2 separate regions of the Hordeum vulgare genome follow, and region 2 is linked to region 1. The links are chromatin contacts, called in public Hi-C maps. All regions are on one chromosome and are shown on one strand. Each heading gives the region's core, a stretch centred on a gene start, on an enhancer-like site or on the middle of the called end of the contact. The rest is flanking DNA. Distances are from core to core; before and after follow the strand shown.

Region 1 (5,233 bases), core at 1,091-3,590:
AGAGAGGCTGAATTAACTACACAAAATCCGTATGTCGCACTCTGTCTCTACGATCATCTGGATCTGATTGGCTACAACACATCCTGGTCGATCGGACCATTTCAACTTGCTACATACAGCAAGTTCTTCTTGAAGTAGTTTACTGCATGCTACAGACATCCATGCCAGTAACAGTGTAACTCAGTAAGAGTCGTGCTACTCCACTGCTAATCCTTCCTGGTGTTTTTTTTTTTGCGCATGCAGGAGTATATGCTAATCCTTTGCCATCGGTCTTCGCACGGTGTTCCATCAATTAACTGGACAACTACTTTTTCCAAATGAATAAAGAAAGAAAAACTTTTGACTCTGTTTAAAAAAAAATCTTTTGTCTTGTTTCATAAAAACAAAACAAACTATACTAATAGTGACGAGCGTCCAAAATAAAGATACTACCAATGACGGTTAGTGCCTTACTGGCATGAGGGAAGGAACGAGATCCTCCAACGTAGAAGCAAACTACAACGTCACTAGTGACGGTTTCTGTCTTACTGGCATAAATCCAGTTCACAAGTGCAGTGCTCTACACATTGAGCAGCATCACACCATCATCACGCGACCAAGCATCCATTAAAGTAGAATCACACCGAGCACGGAAAGAACAAAAGCTTTGTCTTTTATTTTATTCACTCGCTCTATGGAGATGAACAATGCATGCAGAGTTGCAGACGCAGGAGGGTTGCAAATTTCCTTCTATGGAGATCTCCTATTAATCGCTGTCATTAACGAGATATAGACGCAATTAATCTAGTTAATTAATGTGGCAGCAATAGTAAGGATAGGATCCACCATTGCTGCACCACGGAGCTGCCATGGCCGGCGGCTTTCACGGCTTGGCGCTGGCGAGGCTCACCCAAATCTGCTCGAAGACTTCGATTATGAGGTCATGGTGCTCGGCGTCGTTGAGGGACAGGTAGCAGGCGAGGAGGTCCTCCAGGTCCTCGGCCTCGTGGATGCCCTTCGCGCTGATCATGTCCTCCATGGACTCGCGGAAGTCCTGCCCTGGGTCCTCCGACATCTTCACCACCGGGTAGCTGCTCACAATCACCGGCGCCGGCAGCAGTGGCGGTGATGCCGTCCAATTTCGCGCCGGCGGCTTCACTTTCTTGCCGGTGGCGGTCAGACGCGGGCTCTTGGCGAGCGTCTTGAGGCGGCGGCGCCCCGACAACGATGCCGAAGACAGTCTCGGCTTGCTGATGCTGCTCTCCTCGGAGGCACAACTTGCTCTTGCGGTCACGTCGGCGAGGTCGACGTTGTTGCCATCCTGCTCGTTTGGCTTAGGTTGTCTCCTCGCCGGCCTGGTCACGATTGGCCGGAGTCTTCTCTCGGGTGTGTCCTTTTCCTGCAGGTCGATTATGATTTCGTTATGCGACGCGATCACCTTGACGTTGAGGCCGTCGTCCGGCGGGCCTGTCGCCCTTGGCCTCCGGGGCTCCCCGCCGTCACTCTTGATGCACAGGTCACGACGGCGACAAGACCGGCCGGCTGCATCGACCACGGGCTCTTTTCCCTGGGCCGGCACCGACGCTGACGCAGGTGCTCTTTCTCCAGTCGCGTGGCCCACCCTGTGGCGCCTCCTGGAGCTCCTTGCCGGCGATGGCGCGTCCTTGGCCCTGGGCGGCTTCGGAGCCGGCGGCGCAGGGACCTCCCTGTCTCTGGTGGAGTAGTAGTACGACGCCCTGCGAGGGAGCGGGGCACGGGGCGACCCCTTCGTCGGCGTGACCGGCGGCTCGACGTCGGCTTCCGGCTGCTTGACGTCGTTGTCGGCCGCCCTGTTCCACCGTGACGACGGCGGCTGCGGCGCCGCCTCCACGCTCCACCGAGCCGACGACTCCCGGTTCCACGACGGCGGCTGGTAGGACCGAGCCGAGGAGGACCGATGATGCACCCCAACGCCGCCGCCTCCGCGGGGGCGCATGTCGCGGAGCTTGTAGAACCATGCGTTGGGTATCATGTCGGACAGCCGGAACTTGCGGCGAACCATGCGCCCTCGCCGGCCGCCGGTGCGCGCTCTGTTCGCTCTGTACGACAGTACGAGGTGGAGAGGTGGAGCAGGGGACCAGCGAGGAAAAAGAAAATACGAGCACGACCACGGTGAGGGGCCGAGGGACCGGACAAGGTTAAATAGCGGCAGCCTGAGGCCAACTCCAACGCAGCCCCAAAATCGTCCGCATTTTTGTCCAAACGGACAATCCACACGGGCTAAAAGCATCTATATCCGAACATTGCAAATATAATCCTTTAAACATCTATGAACGTGTCAGGTTAACTACTAAATGTATCCCTTATTTATCGGTCCGCGTAGACATACTTCTCATTTGCGTTCTCATATGTCCAGTCACTGATACATGATTGATGAAAAGGAAGAGAGAAAAAAATTAATAAAGAAAAGAAAAATGTGGACTCGTGTCGGGTAGCGTCCTACGTGATAGACTGATCGGGCGTGTCCGGGCGCCTCTGCAAGCCCTCGTGTCCTCCTTATATTTGAGATGGATACGAGGATCCGCGGAGAGGTCGCACGTATATGCTTGATATGAGAGTTTCGGTTGAGTCACTTTTTCCCTTCTCTCTTGTGTCCGGTCATTGACAGGGGATGTCCACGAACGTATGAGAAGTCATTTAAGGCGTTTTATTGTAGATGCTCTAAGAGCATCTCCAACACACGCTATCTTAGTCATGCGTGGGAAAAAACCGTTTTTTGCGCTCGAAGCCGAAACAGATGCTCCGACAGCAACACAATAATCGAGCTTGTCGTAAACTTGGTTCAGAGGAAAACGACATTGCGTACGGAATTAAGTCATGCATTAATTTTTTCTAAAGAATTAAGTAATGTAAGAAACATTTATATTTGTTTTTCATTAATTTTAGTCTTCTATCATTTATCCATACATTTTTAACAAGGTTACCGTCGCAACGCGCGGGGCATGGTCTAGTAACTCCAACGAGGAGATCCAAACGGACGCGCGGCACGGTTTGTCCACGTTTTATCCGTTTGGCTCGACATGTCCGCCCTGTTTTTCGGACATGTCACCCATTTTTTGTCCGCCAGCTTGCAGCCATTTGTCACATATGTATATAATTTGATCCTAAATTAACATAGTTCAATAAAAATACAAATATTGCATTGTTCTAGAATCACATAAATATCTCACAGTTTACAAGACGAATAAACATTAAATTATCTTAAATATATTTGATAGAAAAGGTGGCTGATACATCTAGTGGTTGTCAATGAGCCCACATATATTCAACCAAATTATCTTACAACTGAATGTGAGTTTTCCAATCACGCATCTGATGACGAAACTCGGTGAAATGTGTAACGTTGCCGCTACTCCATACTCAGGCACAACATTATCACCGTGAAACTGAAACTCTTGATTGTAGAGATGTTATGGGCGCTCATCCTCTCGTCATGTTGTATATGACCACACATGCATTCATCACCTCCAAAAGCTTCTCGGTGCTCCAAGTTCTTGTAGGATACCGAACAATAGCCCATCAAGATTGCAGAACATGAAAGGCACGCTCCACATCCTTCCTAGCACTGTCTTGCCCTTGGGCAAGTCTCTTCCTTTCTCTTCTAGGGTTTGAGGATTGTCTTGACAAGAATAGTCCAATGTGGATAGATACCGTTAGCTAGATAGTATCCTTTGTTGTAGTTCTGGCCATTGATCTCAACATTATTAGGGAGATGAGGATATCGGGAGGTTGACCTATCTATGGATGGATGGATGGCGACATCGGCGGAACATGACGGCGGCGACGGGAGGTGGGGCGGCCACATGAGTCGAAGGCGAAGGGAGGAAGATGATACTCGCCCGCATACCACCCACTAGCGGGCCAGGGGAGGAGAAGGGTGGGCTTCACGTGAGTCCGTCTTGTGTCCGCACAGACACAAATGCGGCCCAAATTTGGTTCCGGAGTGGGTCGCGTGCGGACAAAAAACAAGCGCACGTCCGTTTGGGTCGCCACGTTGAGCCGAGCTTTGTGTCCACGCTGACCCAACTGGACACACGCGAATGAAATGGGTCACCCAGTTATGGTTGCGCTAACTGTTTGGGAACGTCGCATGGGAAACAAAAGTTTTCCTACGCGCACGAAGACCTATCATGGTGATGTCCATCTACGAGAGGGGATTTCCGATCCACGTACCCTTGTAGATCGCACAACAGAAGCGTTAATAAACGCGGTTGATGTAGTGGAACGTCCTCACGTCCCTCGATCCGCCCCGCAAACCATCCCACGAACCGTGCCGCGATCCGTCCCACGATCTGCTTCGATCTAGTGCCGAACGGACGGCACCTCCGCGTTCAGCACACGTACAACTCGACGATGATCTCGGCCTTCTTGATCCAGCAAGAGAGATGGAGAGGTAGATGAGTTCTACGGCAGCGTGACGGCGCTCCGAAGGTTGGCGGTGATCTTATCTCAACAGGGCTCCGCCCGAGCTCCGCAGAAACATGATCTAGAGGAAAAATCGTGGAGGTATGTGGTCGGGCTGCCGTGGCAAAGTTGTCTCAAATCAGCCCTAATACCTCGGTATATATAGGAGGGAGGGGAAGGGACTTGCCTTGAGGCTCAAGGAGCCCCAAGGGGGTCGGCCGAAGTGGGGGAGGAGGAATCCTCCTTCAATCCTAGTCCAACTAGGATTGGAAAGTGGAGTCCTTCCCTTCCTTCCCACTTCCCCCTTTTTTTTCTTTCTCTTTGATTTTTCTTATCTCCTGCGCACGGGCCTTCTTGGGCTTGCCCACCAGCCCACTAAGGGCTGGTGCGGCACCCCCAAGGCCTATGGGATTCCCCGGGGTGGGCTGCCCCTCCCGGTGAACATCCGGAACCCATTCGTCATTCCCGGTACATTCCCGGTAATGCCGAAAACTTTCCGGTAATCAAATGAGGCCATCCTATATATCGATCTTCGTCTCCGGACCATTGCGGAAACCCTCGTGACGTCCGTGATCTCATCCGGGACTCTGAACAACATTCAGTAACCAACCATATAACTCAAATATGCATAAAACAACGCCGAACCTAAAGTGTGCAGACCCTGCGGGTTCGAGAACTATGTAGACATGACCCCAGGGACTCCTCGGTCAATATCCAATAGCGGTACCTGGATGCCCATATTGGATCCTACATATTCTACGAAGATCTTATCGTTTGAACCTCAGTGCCAAGGATTCATATAATCCCGTAT
Region 2 (4,884 bases), core at 1,459-3,958, 140 kb after region 1:
ACTATTTCAAATATTAATAAAACAATGTCACAAATATCTTCTAATCACTCTTGTTCTACTAACACCCAGCAGATCATGATTACCTTAAGCTTGTAGCCGCATAAGTTCGATAACACATAGACACGAACAAAACCCCTTTGTTCAATGACCGATAGTGGAACCGTGGACGTCCATTTCGATCCCTATGAGCACATCAATGATATTCGAGTGAACCTTTGGTTACCGTGTGACATTCCCTTTGCTTATCGATACTTTAAAAAACCTGGGATATGTTGGTATCCTCCTGAGTCATCACATGCTCATGATATTGTTATCCTTTTTATTGGTTTTGTTCTTCTTTGTCGTTTTCGTGTTCCGGAATCCCCATGACTAAGTCACCTATGTCTGGCCAGACGATGGTTGATGCGGTCACACCGAGAGGTCCCTAATAATATCTATCCATCATCGGAGGAGCAAATCCCACTTCCGAGCTATCTAGTCCCTTGTAAAACTTTACGTTGAACATATAAGTTTTAGTTATGATGACCTAGTTACAGATGACGTTTGAGCAATTCCAAAGCTCATCGAACGGTAAGAAGTGACTAAGATACTCTCATGGTCAAAGGAACATAAAACACATGTTAACACTATGTTATAACAATTGATTTCAGACAATAATATCTTAAATTATAACAAAGAAGTATTTGAGTTGATTCAATATGATCGCTCTTCTAGTGTCATAATCTCAATGTTCTTTTAGGACGATCTTGAGCTTAACGACATCCTAAGATCCAGAAAAAATGATCGCCAAGAACACTTGAGCGAGTCAAAGAGGCAAAACTATGAATCTCTATTTATCCATTTATCATTCCACACGTGCATATGAGTTTTCCACTGAAGTGCATATTCCAGAATCATTGCAGTTCTAGCACAAAATATAAACTTTTAGTTATGAAAATGAAAATATAGTAACAAATATTATTGCCTCTAGGGCATATTTCCAACAAGAAGATGTATCCGTTTTTAGGTTGTTTGAAGTTAATAAGCGGGCCAGTGAGGTAGCGCATCAGATTGTGAAATTCAATTTTGATAATAGGTCCAATGGTATTCTTTGTAATAGTTTTCCGCCTTGGGTTTTGATTGTTGTATCAAATTATTCTACTATTTTTAATTAAATAATATATGGGGTGGTATTAAAAATACTTTTTTTTTCTTTTTTTCTTTTTCCTTTTCTCACACTTTCATTGTTCGAATATTATTTGATCTATCAAGGGTAAAAGCAACACTCTATAATGATGAATGATATATTTATTCATAACTCAACTTAACAATATGATGTAGAGACTGTATGTGAATGTCGCTGACAGTGTATACCATGATGTACAATGACCAAGTTGTCGCAGGAGGGGAAGTATAAATCGGTTTGAGGATGAATTTCCTATTGTTGTAGCTAACTCTTGATTTCGCCGATGGCAACGACAACAATTGATATGGCAGTTTCAGCAGTGAAATATATGAAAGCAACAGAATGTGTAGTGATTTCCTGTACCATTGTTTTGTTAGTTATGTTGAAACCCATGTGTTCCCTTGTATTAGTACCCCTGCTAGTATAAATGCATATCAAGATATGCATGGTCTCAAATGAGTACTACCATAGATTTGTTTGCAATAAAGTTATTCCTTTCCCGTGTTTATTGTCTACAAAGTTTTCCATTAGGGAAGCTTGACACCATAGGGTTTGGATCATGACATTGTTGAAGCCAATGTATTGTTGCGAACAACCTGTTGTTAAATCGTTAGAAGGATAGTATTATTTCCAATCCATTAGGGTTCATGTTTTAGATGCCTGCATTTTCTTAGATTTATATCGGGTTATCCGGTGATGTGTGTTCGTAGATGCTTTCGTCGACTACAAAGATGTATGTGACAACTTCGTCAATCTCGACATGATGTGTCAGCTCGTGGTGTTCATAGGAAAGTATAGTGTGCGTGCATTATGAATGTATGAGCGATTGGGTATGCATTGCGTATTTCTTTTCTTAGGGAACAGCCAATTTATTTGGTCATGGCCAAAAAAATAATTTGAGGGTCACACAAAAATTGATAATATAACATTTTGGGCCGGATCCAAACACACCTTCACCCAAAGTATTGTATCGCCGAGTAATTTCACAGTCGTACGTTAGCTTGCCGATCCCCTATAATTTTGCTTTATCGAGCATCCGCTGCCGATCATATCGAAATTGATCAGATCAATTCCCGCAAGAAGATTTGATCCGATCAAAAGAGAGCCGCACAAAGTATCAAACATTGAGCACAAAGATGGAAGCACAACACTAGCTGGGTCCATACGTACACCATGACATGCCATCCGTTCATCATTGATCAACAGTGCCTGTTGCTAGCGCTTTCGAGTCTACTCAAATGGTTCTAGACACACATTTTGCCCATGCAAGATAGGTTTGGAGTGGATGCCTACGTAGCTAGATCCCCAACAACCAGTTCTTCTTGACAACAAAATGTTTTCTTCCGTCGATCATTTCAACCAGGAACGAATGTAGGCAGGAGGCAGCGGCGGAAAGCAGCTCGGCTCTTCTTCCCTGGGTCTAGAACCAAATGAAAGCCCAATAGAAACTTTCCGGGTGGAAATAAATCACCGGACCTGACACTATCACCTGGCATGCATCCATACAGCCGCATGTACACGTGCATAGCCCCCGGTGGGCTCCCGGTTAGGCTGCGCAATCATTTGAGTGCTGCTCGTTGACAACGACGCTGTGCCGCAGCAGCTCCAAGCTTTTGGCCTGTAACTTTCCCGAGGCTTTGGCATCCAGCTCTTTTATTGAGTGGTTGCTCCATTGCCAAATCTTTGTCACAACAGTTGCACTTAGGCATGGCATGCCCACCTAGTGCCTAGCAACTGTAATAGATTCCTAATCTTTTGGTCTCCAGCCTCTGCCCACCTAGCGCCTAGCATGTCTGTTGATCAGATTTAATTTGATCTCGTTAGTTGTCACATTGGTGCTTTTCATCGCGGTGGGAGTGTGGGTCGCGACTTACTCGAAATGGAGGGGCAGCGTCGAGTCCCTGGGTCGGAGATAACTGGATAAGTCGTTCGTATGGTGCTGGCTTGCGTGTCACGATGGAAGGAGATTAGGCTGGTGTTGCTTTCAGGTCATCGGTTGCTGCCTGGTCGCTGGCGTCGAAAGGTCACGAGTAGTTGCTTCAGGTGGGCATTCTAAATTTTCTAACTACGCTCGTTTTCTTCAGGTGGGCATTCCCGGAGAACAGAAGCAATTCCCGGAAAATGGTCTGTTGCAAGCCTAAGTCACAAGCAAGTCTGACTCCATCACGAATCGCTAGCGCCTCCATGATCAGTGCACTAGCAGCTCGACCATACTAGATTGCTTGGTCCCTTAACATGATACCTTCATGACTCCGCAAGATCAGACCGGTTGCACCTTTACTTGTGTCCGAGAAGCTGGCATCTACCTTCATCTGAAGACAACCATCAGCCGGAGCCTGCTGCTTGGTTACAACCATTGCTGCTCGCCCTCCCATCGACCGCCTCATGGTGGAATGACCTATTGCAATGCCGGCAGTCCATTTAACAGAGTTTCGAGTCCGATCGAATGCTCCCTTAGTGATTCGTTGCATTCCTTTCAGATCATACTGCCCCTTCCTCCGCCTAGTGTGGCCGACCCCGTGCGGCTGACGTCGGGCCGCACCGGACGACCACAACCGACGTCCCTCTCGATCGACCGCGCCTCCCTCTTCGTCCCCTGTCGCCGGCGGACCTCCTCTGACCTTCGGGATCTGAGGCGACGGCCTTATCTTGGTCCTTTGCGGCGATGATGGCGGGCAGCTGCAGCCGGGAAGCGTCGGGAGACCTGCTGCATTCGGCAGGGAAGGCATGAGGTGGCAGCATGGGCTCGATCCTGACAAAGGCGGGCTGCTACCATCACGAACTGCTTTCTATCATCGGCTACGGTGACGGTTCGCGATGGTTTCTTGATTCTGTCACGTATCACGAGGATTATAGTGGTGGTGATTTCCTCCTCCGCCGAAGGTGGTCGGACGGTTTGTGGCTGGTTTGGCGGATCTCATGATCCGTCGTCTAGTCCCGGTTGGGGTCCTCGTGCTTTCTCGCATCACGGCAATGACCTTCTAGATTGGTCTTTCTTGATCTGGCCATCGACGTGTTTTGGAACGGTCGTCGAAGAATTTGCTTAGGATATCTGGATCGGTTAGATTCTGTTCGTGTACATCCATATCAGCCTACGAGGTTCTGAGGACGTGGCGCGAAGTTCTATTGACTGATGACACCTTGGGACATGTCGTCTTCTTGATTTTCATGGTGGAGACAGCAGTGGAGAAGGCCATCATGGCCGATATCGGAGAATCAGTTACACGGACGGAACCTTGAAGGCGATGGAGACAACCAGGTGTTAGATGAATCCGGGGAGCAACAGCGATTTGTGGGGCGGCAAAGTGGAGGATTTCAGCTTCAATGGTACTCCTGAGGGTGTCGAGTCGTGACTTTCAGGGTGAAAATCTAAGGTTTTGGGAGCGCACAATTTCTCGAGGGTAAAAAACTGAGATCTTTGATCAGACAACGACGGCTCTTATGCACTGTTCCCTTCTTGAAAGTGTTGCTTTTGAAGAACTGTTATGTTTTCTGAATGTTGTATTTGGTGGTGGTATGAGTGTTGTTGTTGAGAAAAGTTGATCACTATGATGGGACCTTTATTTTCATTTATTTTTTTCTTTCTTTGGTTGTGTGCATCGTTGATGTCTCGGTGACATCTTGTAGGTGCAGAGGCTTGATGTAATTGATATATTCGCGATATTAATATATTCTTTAAAAAAAATCATACTGCCCAACCTTCACATAAAAATATTATC

What was found. A called contact is a pair of places that touch in the nucleus more often than the background predicts.
Region 2: a contact with region 1 is called in a Hi-C map of leaf, with 4 times the contacts expected there. The contact joins the enhancer-like site here to the promoter of LOC123414036 in region 1. A contact is called at or near these places in 2 of 6 Hi-C or Micro-C datasets (leaf and seedling).

What each region holds. Positions count from the first base shown.
Region 1 is chr1H:454,175,082-454,180,314 of MorexV3_pseudomolecules_assembly, forward strand. LOC123414036 (transcription repressor OFP1-like) reads right to left here and starts at 2,341. Exons shown (of 1, transcript XM_045106633.1): 1 at 632-2,341. The coding sequence starts at 2,248. The coding sequence ends at 863.
Region 2 is chr1H:454,319,588-454,324,471 of MorexV3_pseudomolecules_assembly, forward strand. No RefSeq gene overlaps it. Among protein-coding and RNA genes, the nearest start is that of LOC123414036, 140 kb to the left of the region's middle. Within about 2 kb of position 2,709, at least 2 of the 3 cell types and tissues checked have open chromatin away from gene starts, as enhancers often do. A contact at or near this core is called in leaf, where this site is marked.